Regions from separate parts of the Mus musculus genome. Here region 1 is linked to region 2. Evidence: chromatin contacts called from public HiChIP or PLAC-seq data. All regions are on one chromosome and are shown on one strand. Each heading gives the region's core, a stretch centred on a gene start, on an enhancer-like site or on the middle of the called end of the contact. The rest is flanking DNA. Distances are from core to core; before and after follow the strand shown.

Region 1 (5,853 bases), core at 620-3,119, 660 kb after region 2:
AAAATAACAGCCATATACTTACAAAATTTTTAAATCTTATGTTGCTACATACCACACTATTTAACAACATCGATATATGAACTTTCGGTATATTTTGATATTTCATACCATCAAGCTAAGGTTTTCTCAGATGCCTGCTACAGGCACTGAGAAACTGAAGTTAGTGAGCGACCTACCTCCCTTACAGTATTCATAAATACTGTTTATCGTTGGAAAACACCTGACGCCTAGTTAGTTAACTTTCTGGAACAAACACACCCTAAGGATCAAGGTGTTCCTAGGCCTTGGTGTTGTGTATATGTTTTTGAACCGTGTGATGTTCATCTCTGTGCTTGCTTAAGGTTCAGTTGTAACTTGTTAGCCTTAGGGTGTCAACCCAGTTAGGGCGCGCGGGGGTGGGGGCTGGGGGTGTTGTTTATGAACAGCGGTGAACAGGCATGCAATCGCTTTTTACTTCTCCATCTTAATCTCAGGGCTATATCATCTTTATTTTCCTGCGCAAGGAAGGAGATAGATAGTCTCCTAATAATTCTGCCCAAATATGGAAGGAGTTTAGGACTCAATGACAAGGCTCCGGCGCGGGGTGGGGGTGGGGGTGGGAGTGGGTGGGTGGGTGGGGAATAGAGTAGGGGGCGAAGGGGGAGGGGGTTGCAGGTAATCCTTCACACAAGAGTTTCTTTGCACACTTAAGAGTTATTTCTCTAGTCAGCTCCTGAGGCATCTCTCAGCAAGGTTTGCCAGATAACTAAGTGAAACTAACACAGCTCCAGCGCCGGTGAAATTGAAACAGGCTTAGGGACATGCATTTCATTTAGTGAATTTGGAGAGAGGACAGAGGGGGGAAAAGAATGACAGGAACTCGAAAACAAAGTAAGGAGTGAGGTTCTTTTTCTTCCTTTTTCTTTCTTTCTTTTATTTTATTTTTTTGGTTTGTCCACCTCTTGTTTCCTGGAGAAACAAGGACGGGGGAGCCATCAGTGTGAAAGTAAACACCTCACAAAGCTGCAGTGAGGAACAAGGGAACATATACAAAATGTTCCCCAACTTCACAGGTACACTGAAGAGATGAGGGGATAAGCAACAGGATGTGGACACTCCCTTACTGCTTCCGCTCCAGAGAACAGAATAGAATGTAATGGGCGAGGAACAGTAGCAGCACATAGGGGCATGAAATGAGGGGGAAATGAGGGGAACCCACCAGAGCATTCACCAGAAAGGACTGAAAGCCAGACTTTAAAATATCTGACAAGTTCTCGTCTGGAGAGACCGCAGCCTTTTATTCTTCAATAGAAGTGCAATAGGAGCATATCGGGTGGGCTCTTTCTCACTAACACGACTGCACTCTCGCCCTCCGCTCCATCCTGGAGTATCCTCGGTGCGATGGGATTGTTTTTCACAAGACTTGCGAACTTGTGAGCCAGGAATAAATGGTCACCTCGAAATGAATTGCGCTGGCTCAGGCGAGTCATGAAATCCTCTCCTAAGCACATTTTTCTTTCACCTAAAAAAAGAAGGGGGAAAAAAAAAACAAAGCACACACCCAAATAACCCAGCTCCCAAGAGGAGTCCCCTGGATGAGGTTCAGGGTCCCGGGGTCCCAGCCTCCCGGGGGGAGGGAGGGCACCCGTCGCCCCGGGCCCCGCCCCTCCTGCTGGCAAGGCTGCGCACCCGAACAACAACCATTTTCCCCGCTAGGAGCACACCGTGTCCACGCGCCCCGGCGGCCTCGCTGATTGGTTGGAGGCCTGGTAAACAAGGGCCAAGTAGCCAATGGGAGAACTGTGCACGAGGGCTGCACGAGCCTCCAGGCCAGCACTCGCGTGGAGCGCCAAGCCAGGCGGCTATATAAGCCGTTTCCGGCAGCCGCTTGACACTCTCCTCCTCTGGTCTCGGGGTTTCCAGAGTTTCTCCAGTTGCGGAAGACAGCTGTTATTTTTCTCCTGAAAGCTTTTGGCACAGCCGGCAGGCTGAAACTTCCAGGCACCTTTTGGAAAAGTTGTTAGGGTTTGTTTGAAGCTTTCTTTACATTTTCGTTTGGGTTTTCAAGCCCTGACTTTACGGAGGCGAGCTCTTCGTTTGCTTTGAAGGGTTCTTAAAGATTTTTTTCCTCTCCGGCTTTCGTTTTTCTTGAACCCACTCGGCTCAATCATGGTGATGTTCAAGAAGATCAAGTCTTTTGAGGTGGTCTTCAACGACCCCGAGAAGGTGTACGGCAGCGGGGAGAAGGTGGCCGGACGGGTAATAGTGGAAGTGTGTGAAGTTACCCGAGTCAAAGCCGTCAGGATCCTGGCTTGCGGCGTGGCCAAGGTCCTGTGGATGCAAGGGTCTCAGCAGTGCAAACAGACTTTGGACTACTTGCGCTATGAAGACACACTTCTCCTAGAAGAGCAGCCTACAGGTACTGCTCCCAGCAGGACTGATGGTGACTTGGGAGGTCTGTGGGTCGGGGAGGGCACCACTAAATGTTTCGAGTTGTTCGTTTGAATGGTTTGAACTGTTGGTCCCTATATTTTTTTACTTTGTAATTAGCAAGTTTTTCACTACCCTTCACCCCCCTAGAGTGATTTGAACACTTTCTGAGGTACTGTTTCCTGAAAGTGTTGTCTTAGCTACTACTTAAAGATTAATGTATTTGTGGATTTCGCAACTTTCTGTCCAAGAAAGTGCTCTGGGATCTTTTCTTCCATAGTGTAAGAGATGAAAGTGGAAGTGAAGTAAGGTAGTCTACTGCCCAGGCACTCCTCATTGACGCTTTCAAAATGTAACAAGAAGCCTAATGGCCCCTTGTCTTTGTTTCCCAGCAGGTGAGAACGAGATGGTGATCATGAGGCCTGGAAACAAATATGAGTACAAGTTCGGCTTCGAGCTTCCTCAAGGGTAGGCATCCACCGTGTGCACCTTGCACTCTTATTTCTAAGTCTTCCCCCTCCATTGATCTCTTACAGTTCTTAGCCTTAATTTTGGTTCATTGTTTTGACACAGGCCCCTGGGAACATCCTTTAAAGGAAAATATGGTTGCGTAGACTACTGGGTGAAGGCTTTTCTCGATCGCCCCAGCCAGCCAACTCAAGAGGCAAAGAAAAACTTCGAAGTGATGGATCTAGTGGATGTCAATACCCCTGACCTAATGGTGAGGATTTTTTGTTTTTGTTTTTAAAAAGGTTTTAAAATTCTTCTTGGTCAGGGATAATAAATTAGATGCATGGGGGTTGAAATATCTCAAAACATTATTTCCTTTTACACAGGCACCAGTGTCTGCCAAAAAGGAGAAGAAAGTTTCCTGCATGTTCATTCCTGATGGACGTGTGTCAGTCTCTGCTCGAATTGACAGAAAAGGATTCTGTGAAGGTAAAAACATACTGCTTCAAATGCTAGACAGGATAGCCAGAACTGGGGGTGGGGGGGTTGGGGGTGGTACGGAGAGGGTCGTAGGGTAGAGGCAGAGGAAGTGCTGTTAACTTGCATGGCTATTCATACTTCCTCATTTTATTTTAACTCTAGGTGATGACATCTCCATCCATGCTGACTTTGAGAACACGTGTTCCCGAATCGTGGTCCCCAAAGCGGCTATTGTGGCCCGACACACTTACCTTGCCAATGGCCAGACCAAAGTGTTCACTCAGAAGCTGTCCTCAGTCAGAGGCAATCACATTATCTCAGGGACTTGCGCATCGTGGCGTGGCAAGAGCCTCAGAGTGCAGAAGATCAGACCATCCATCCTGGGCTGCAACATCCTCAAAGTCGAATACTCCTTGCTGGTGAGTGGGTGAGAAGAGAGACAATTACCTGGTTACAAATTCAGTGCTTTCTGTACTCAACCCATCTAACAAACTGCCATCCTCCTCTCTAGATCTACGTCAGTGTCCCTGGCTCCAAGAAAGTCATCCTTGATCTGCCCCTAGTGATTGGCAGCAGGTCTGGTCTGAGCAGCCGGACATCCAGCATGGCCAGCCGGACGAGCTCTGAGATGAGCTGGATAGACCTAAACATCCCAGATACCCCAGAAGGTAAGCTGCAGCCGGATAGGTTCGAGTTATTTTGATCTGCTTGGGCTTGTGGAGTTGGGGTGACCTGGCATTTATTTCTTAGTCGGACTTCTGACACCGTTTTCTCTCTTCAGCTCCTCCTTGCTATATGGACATCATTCCTGAAGATCACAGACTAGAGAGCCCCACCACCCCTCTGCTGGACGATGTGGACGACTCTCAAGACAGCCCTATCTTTATGTACGCCCCTGAGTTCCAGTTCATGCCCCCACCCACTTACACTGAGGTGAGAACTGCTATTCTCACAGGGTCAACATTTTGTCCTAGGCCTTTTGAAGGAAGGGTTAATGTGGGTTTTCTACTTAACTAAAAAACCTGAAAATTTCCTCTCTATTCCCCTTCCAGGTGGATCCGTGCGTCCTTAACAACAACAACAACAACAACAACGTGCAGTGAGCCTGCAGGAAATGAAGCATCTGTATTAGCGCATTTCTTTCTGCCTCTCTGCTTGAACTCCAGTGTTTCAGAGACTCAGTCTCTACAGCGGGGAACGGGTACACCCCAGCCGCTGACTCCTCAAGATGGGTGGCAATCAGTAGGCGGGTCTCCGGCTTCAAGTGGTGCAGACCAGTGCCCGCACTGTGGCATAGGAGTGTTTGCTGGGTGGATGTCAGAACACTCTTAGAAAAATTGAGACCTGACCACTTTCTCGGATGTTGGAAATGAAGAACTTGTTTGTGTTGACTGAGTCAGGGCACTGCTGACCTTCTGGCGTTGTCTTTCCAAGGTTTTTGTTTTAAAGGGACTTTTAAATTGTCTAAAATATCAGTAGACCATCATCTGTGCCATGGGGGACAGAGCCAATTTCAAGTCATGGCCAAAATTTTGTAAGAGGAGTGTTTTTGTGTGTTTTTTAAAGTCAGTGTTCCTTTTTTATATCTTTACAAAGAAAAGACCTTCCACGGCTGGTGAGCACGCAGCCTGTGAAATTCGGGGCAGCTGCTCCAAGTTGACTTCACCCTGGGAGCAGTAGTAGCTGTGCCCACTGACGGCCATAAAAGCCATTTTACAGCCAGTTGCACTGTGTTCTCTTGTAAGCATAATCAGATGGGAGAATCTGTTATTTCCCTGTAACCCCTTGGAATTGATTCTAAGGTGATGTTCTTAGCACTTTAGCTTGTCAATTTTGTTTTAGTCTCCGTTATAGATGTAAGCTCCACCAGTCTCTTAAGGATTAAGCCCAGTGACTTGGAGGGTGGGGGTTAGGGTCTCTATCCCTGAACATTGTAGACCCAGGCTGGCCTGAGAGATCCACCTGCCTCTGCCTCCTGAGTGCTGCGATCAAAGGCCCAGCTTGGTTATTGCTTTTGAGGCTTTCTCCCAACGCACAGACTTGTGTAATTCTAACACTAATCCTGTGAAGGGTTGTGGTTGACAGCTGGAGCCTGGGTGACATTCTACATTGAGATGCCCCAGCACTGATCGGGGCACAGAAGCCCCCAGACCCCATTTCCTGTCCAGTGTTGGGAGAAAGTGCTGCTTTCACTGTGGCCTCAGCCCTGGCTCGGAAGCTCACTAAGCCTTAGCACTTTGTCCTGTGTCAGCTCCACCTGAGAACTGTGCAGCCAGAATGTCTGCGAGCTGATGGAGGTTTCGGTTTTGTTGTTTTTGTATTTTGTGTATCTTTTTGTATGATTAAAAACTATATTTTCTACTTATCCAAATATATTTTCACCCCAAAGTGGGGTTATCCTTTGTAAAAAAAAATAAAGTTTTTTAATGACAAAAATAAATGTTCTTTTCTTGTCTATGAGATACTGGAGAAGTTACTAGAAAGTGTTCCCCTGTCTCAATACTGAAAGCCCGT
Region 2 (6,027 bases), core at 3,496-5,995:
AGCTCCTCACACACCTCACTACATACGCATAATCGAAAATAATACTGAAAACTAAATCTTAACTGTTTGTGAGTATGTATGGATTTATATTATCACTCTAGTATGTACAATAATTTACAGATTGGAAATTTTCTAAATTGTCCCAACCATTTTCCAAAACATAACAATATAATGAGCTTAAGGGGCTGGAGAGATGAGTGGCTCAGGGGTTAGGAGCACTGGCTGCTCTTCCAGAGGATGTGGGTTCAGTTCTCAGACCCACCTGTTAGCTCACAACCACCTGAAACTCCAGTTCCAGGGGATCCAATGCCCTCTTTTGACCTAGGTAGGCACCAGGTATACATGAGGTACACAGACATACATGCAGGTAAAATGCTCATAAACATAAAATTCTTACTTTTTTTTTTTTTTTAATCATGAGCCTAAGAAATAATACCAAGAGTCTTGAAAGTTTTGTTATTGTTCTTTTGCAAAATGAAGGACAATCTTGGAACTAAGTGGTCCCCAAATCTACCCCACTAAGAATCAGAGCCTTTCACATACGCACCATAATTAGGGGTCACTGTGTAATAATAATATGCCACTTGATAGTAATCACCCTCTTCCAGCTGCTCTTCATGGTCGTATTCCTGTCCTGCAAGGCACAAGAGTTACAGGTCAGAGCATCTGGAACCCCTTAGCAACAGCACACATGTTGTTGATCACAGAGCTCTCCCAGCTTCTTTCTGCTTCCTCTCCAGAGGTCTCTCCCTGCCTCTGTACATCTATGTTGGCCCAAGTTTCCTGGCATCTAGCTGCGGTGAGGACAGTATTCTGTTTTCAGTGCAGAACTCCCAGGACAGAAAGCAGATTCTTTCACATCCTCTAAGCCCCAAGGGAGATATATGTAAAGCCTTTAAAAGTGGAAGACAGCCGGGCGGTGGTGGCGCATGCCTTTAATCCCAGCACTTGGGAGGCAGAGGCAGGCAGATTTCTGAGTTTGAGGCCAGTCTGGTCTACAAAGTGAGTTCCAGGACACAGAGAACCCCTGTCTCAAAAAACAAAAACAAAACAAAACAAAAAACAAACAACAAAAAAAGTGGAAGACAGAGCCCAAAAAAATTTAGAAAAGCTATATACATTCTATATGTTCCCAAATTTTCCTCATAAAAGACACTCAATGTTTTAGATTTGGTTTTACTTCCAGCTCCACTGCTAGCTAAGCAGAACTTTTCATAAGTCTGCTTCACACCCCCCAACCCCTTTTGAGACAGGGTCTCTCTATGTAGCCCTGGCTGTCCTGAAATTCACTGTATAGATCAGGCTGGCCTCCAGCTCACAGAAACCTGCTTCTGCCTTTGCCTGCCAAATGCCGGCATTAAAGGCATGCAGCACCACAGCTGGGCTCGTATCACCTTCCTTAAAAATAAGTCAGCTGGACCAGATGACCCATCGTAGCGTCTCTCCCCTTCCAAAACTAACACTGTGTGGCTTTGCTTACTGAATCCAGAATTCTAGGCCTTCTGCTAAACACATCCCTCCAACCCCAAACTAAGGACACAGGATTGAAAGGAAAGGAAAACAGTGACACACCTGGCTGAGAACAAAGAGGGGAAGGAGCCAAACTACTCTTGGGATCGTGTCCCTGAAGGCAGCCAGTTTTCTACTGGCCTAAGCCAACCTATACTGGCTTTTCTCTTCTTTTTTTTTTCTTTTTGTTTGAATCACTCTGTAGACCAGGCTGGCCTCGAACTCAGAAATCCGCCTGCCTCTGTCTCCCAAGTGCCGGGATTAAAGGGGTGTGCCACCATGCCAGGCTTCTTTTATTTTTTAAAAGACATTGTTTGCTATGTATCTGTAACCAATGTAGAAACCACCAAGTAAACCAAACTAGCCTAGAATTCACAGAGACCTTTCTGTTTCTGCCTCAGGAATGCTGGGATTAAAGGAGCGAGCCACCACACCAAGCTTGGTTTTGTTTTTTGGTACAGGGGTAATTGTTTGTTTGTTATTTATTTATTTGTTTTTGAGGCAGGGCTTTCTCTGTATAGTCCTGGCTGTCCTGGAACTGGATTTGTAGACCAGGATGGCCTCATACTCAAAGCTCTGCCTGCCTCTGCCTCCAGAGTGCTAGGACTAAAGGCGTGAGCCACCACACCCAGCTGAGGGCTTCTTATTCACCTGGGACTAGTCAGGAACTCACTAAGTAGTCAAGGATGACCTTGAATTTCTGACCCTTTCCCCTCTATGTCTCAAGCGCTGGGCATGTGCCATCCAGCTTGGCTCTCGCACCTATGTCTTTGCTAATAGGAGGTTTGTTTGTTTCCTTGTGCTTTGTGGAAAGGAGAGCCTCTGGCTTCGCTCACTGATGTTGCTCCCTTGACTTCCAAGCGCCCACTTCTTTCCTTTATGGCTCCTCACTCTCCTGCTCAGCTCTGTGGTGACAGGAACAGAAATCTGAGTTCAGTCTTGCCGAAGGAACTCTCTTTAGAGTCCCATCCTCCACCGGCCTGTGTCTTATTTGACAAGACTTCGCTTTGCTTTGCCTTTGGTTTCCTGGCTCCACCTTCCAGATCCCTGCTCTGCCCCCAACCCTGGACTCCAACAGCTGAGAAAAGCAGTACAGCTCCCCGCTGAAATGCCCGACGTACTGCTCTCTGTTTCCTTTTCTCTCATCCCATTTATAGCAAAAGACCTGGCACAAAAGGCCAGGGTCAGAAGGAGACTTACCCAGGATGAGTGGTGCAACAAGGAGGGCTATAAAGAGGACATCCATTCTGGGTTTTGCACTATCACTGTGTAAGTTAAAAGAGGAAATTGCTGTTTCCCACCACACTTACCCCGCCTCCCCTGCTGCTGTGAAGCTGGGAGGGCACTGGAGTGATTCTTCTCCCAGGGGACAGAACTCTCCGCCTACTCGCTCCGTAGATCTTTACATAGCTGCTGGACCTAGAGCCAACCCCCTTAACCCCCTTGTTGGATGCTAACTTGTTATTCCTGGAGAGCCCCTAGCCCTGGATTAGGTCCGCTCAGGACTCCCACTGCTGGGACCAAAGTTCACCCTCTCCTCTCCCCTCCTATGCTTCCTCCCTCTCAATGCTCCCCAAAATCCACCTTCCTTCTTGCAGGCCTTAAGTTACCATTGCTGTGCAGGGTTGCTCTCCACTCTGAGGGAAACATGATCTTTTTTATCATGTTTATCAGCCCCCGCCGGCTGTGCATCCCCTCCCCTCCCCATCCCCTCCCCTGCCAGCTGTGCATCCTTCCTATAACAACTGTACTCCCTATATCCATTGTTCTTGCATTTGTCTATTTTCCCTGGGCTCCTTCCCTTTCTCCAGCCCCTGCTCTTCTCCACTCCCTCACAGGTAGCCCTGGCTATGTCCTTGCACCACATGGTGGATCACAATCATCTGTAGCCGCAGTCCCGAGGGTTCTGATGTGCTCATCTGGCCTCCAAGAGCACCGAGCACATACATGTTGCACAGATATACATGACACAACCCCCTCCCACACACATAAAAATAGCTATTAGAACAAAAGAAAAGCTCCACAAGCCTCACATACCTAGTAAATACTTGCTAAGCATCTAAAATGAGTCCTTGAACACCGTGCAAGTGGCTGTGGGCTCATCATGCACAGATTGTTCCCCACAGCTGCTAACAGCTCACAGAGAAGAGTGGCCCAGACTCAGCCTGTTGAACACACATGGAATCCTGAACACTGGCCAAGATGTTCCCATCCTCCTAACCTTGGGGAACAATGTGTCTAGTGACCGCCAGACCCCCCCAACCCTCCACCCCCCCTACCCTCCCATCCCCCCCACCCCCCCACCTCCACTGATTCCCCTCCTAGTGACTTTTTGCAAAAACCTCCAGGAAGCCCGGTAATCTTTTAAATTTTTCTGTAGTTTGTTGTTGCTTTGTATGTACCCTCAAAAAACGATTTTTCTCATATATGATCAAAATGCTCAGATCCCATCATAGGATTCCTCTGTTCTGCAGACTCCTAAGGACCAACCCGTCCTCATACAAATGATGATTCCTGATAATATGAAATCTCTCTCCCCAGCCTGAGGAAAAGACACCACTCAAGTTTATTTTCCAGACTATAAATAAAGGAAGTATGACATCAAAGGAACCAAGCAGCTCGGCGTGGGGCGGGGGTGGAGGGGATGGGTGTAATTTCCTCTCAGTCCCATTGCTCTAGTTGCTTTGTGACTCCACGATTCCTTCCAAACATTTTCCTAATATTTCTCTCCCGGCTCCTCCTGCTTTTCTCATTCTGTCATTACAGAATACAAGTGGAGGCTTCATTTAAGACGTAATTCCTATACCAGGCTGCCCAAAGAGTTCCAACTTTTAAGCCTAACTTTGATCCCTCAGGATGCTTCTCTGGGTCATTTCCTCTAATTCAACTTAAGAACAATGTCCGTCCCTATCTTCCCACAACCTCTATCCTGTGCTCTTTTTTATTTGTCTCTAGAGTCAAACAGGATCTTCCTCCGACAAAGCTCCTCTAGTAATAGGTAGGGTGGCTATCACCCTTCTCTACCGAAAGAAAGGAAACCGTGGCCAAGGCGCCAGCGAACCCAGGAATCATTGTTCTGATTGGGCCCAGACTCCAGCCTACTCTTCTGAAGCCACTCCCAGCACCAAGAGGAGGGCTCTGAGGATGAGAGACTACAACTCCCAGAAGGCCATGCCGCCATGACCCCGCCTCTGCAGTTCCGCCCCACCAAGTATTCATTGGCCTTCCGGGGGTGGGAATTAGATGGGAGGTGGCCATGGGGCAGCGACCGGGGGTTGTTCCCTCTTCGGCTTCCGTAGACGAGGTCGGGCGGACCTTCGTCCGGGGTTTCGGCACCCCCCCTTCCCCTTCCCCGGGGTCCGGGGGTGACATTGCACCGCGCCCCTCCTGGGGTTGCGTCCTCGCCCCACGCGGACTCCCCCTCGGCGCGCAGCTCCCTTTCGCCTTCCTTGGCCGGGGTTCCCTCCCTTCCCCAGCTGCCCAGTCATGGGGGCTGCTGTGTTTTTCGGATGCACCTTCGTCGCGTTCGGCCCAGCCTTCTCCCTTTTCCTGATCACTGTAGCTGGAGACCCACTTCGGGTTATCATCCTGGTGGCGGGGTGAGTGTCGAGTGGTGGAGACGGGGCCGAACGTAGAGAAAAAGGTGCAGAAAGGGCTGGAGGAACTGGAGCAGGCTTGGGAGCCTGAGTTGGGGGGCAGAAGTCGGAAAAGGTTGGACACAGGGTCAAATCGTGATCTAGGAGAATTTCCCGCAGTCGGCTTCCGCCTTCCAGGGATTTCACAGATTCTTCCTGTAGTCCTCCCGGCAACGTCAGAGAAGGCCCAAGGCCAAGATTAATGAGGGGGCTGTGCTGACCTCGGCCAGCCAAGGATCTTGGAATGGATACCTAGTCTGTCCGTTCATGCCCACACACTTTGACTCTAATGAAGACTCTAACCAGATCTCTACCCTTTCTGCTGCTTTCAGATTCTTACAAATGAGTCTGTTGGTGGAGACACTTATCTGGTCCCTGTCTCCCTTACCATCCGGAAGTCTAACTTCCACTTTTCATACATTCCATCCTTGGCTGGCTCCCTCCTTGATTTTTCCATCTGCTCCTGTCTTTGCCTCTCTCATTGCCCTTGTGTTTTCTCAGAGCCTTTTTCTGGCTGGTCTCCCTGCTCTTGGCTTCTGTGGTCTGGTTCATCTTGGTCCATGTGACAGACCGATCAGATGCACGGCTCCAGTATGGCCTCCTGATTTTTGGTGCTGCTGTCTCTGTCCTTCTACAGGAAGTGTTCCGTTTTGCTTACTACAAGCTCCTTAAGTAAGGACAAGGGGGGCTCTGGAAGGGAGGGGGGACAGTGGTGTGCATGGCGGGAAGTGGGCCAGCCCTGCGATGGTGGTTGGAGTAAGGGTCGTTAAAGGGAGGGTATTGGAGGGGAAGGAACATCCCTGCCCTTCCTTCTGTTTCCCAGGAAGGCAGATGAGGGCTTAGCATCACTGAGTGAGGACGGAAGATCACCCATCTCCATCCG

What was found. HiChIP or PLAC-seq counts read pairs in DNA pulled down with a chosen protein or histone mark.
Region 1: an H3K4me3 HiChIP or PLAC-seq map of bone marrow-derived macrophages shows a contact between it and region 2, with 3 times the contacts expected there. The contact joins the promoter of Txnip here to the promoter of Aph1a in region 2. A contact is called at or near these places in 2 of 39 promoter capture datasets (liver and pre-B cells) and 4 of 115 datasets of contacts at active chromatin or transcription factors (bone marrow-derived macrophages, embryonic stem cells, memory CD8 T cells and 1 more).

Annotation. Positions count from the first base shown.
Region 1 is chr3:96,556,088-96,561,940 of GRCm38.p6, forward strand. It overlaps Txnip (thioredoxin interacting protein), which reads left to right and starts at 1,870. Exons shown (of 8, transcript NM_001009935.2): 1 at 1,870-2,398; 2 at 2,802-2,877; 3 at 2,983-3,130; 4 at 3,246-3,348; 5 at 3,502-3,758; 6 at 3,851-4,007; 7 at 4,121-4,272; 8 at 4,392-5,770. The coding sequence starts at 2,149. The coding sequence ends at 4,442. It overlaps Gm15441 (predicted gene 15441), which reads right to left. Exons shown (of 4, transcript NR_040409.1): 2 at 3,591-3,755; 3 at 1,199-2,310.
Region 2 is chr3:95,889,176-95,895,202 of GRCm38.p6, forward strand. It overlaps Aph1a (aph1 homolog A, gamma secretase subunit), which reads left to right and starts at 4,746. Exons shown (of 6, transcript NM_146104.3): 1 at 4,746-5,108; 2 at 5,646-5,816; 3 at 5,968-6,027. The coding sequence starts at 4,996. BC028528 (cDNA sequence BC028528) reads right to left here and starts at 2,780. Exons shown (of 6, transcript NM_153513.4): 1 at 2,710-2,780; 2 at 548-634. The coding sequence starts at 2,755.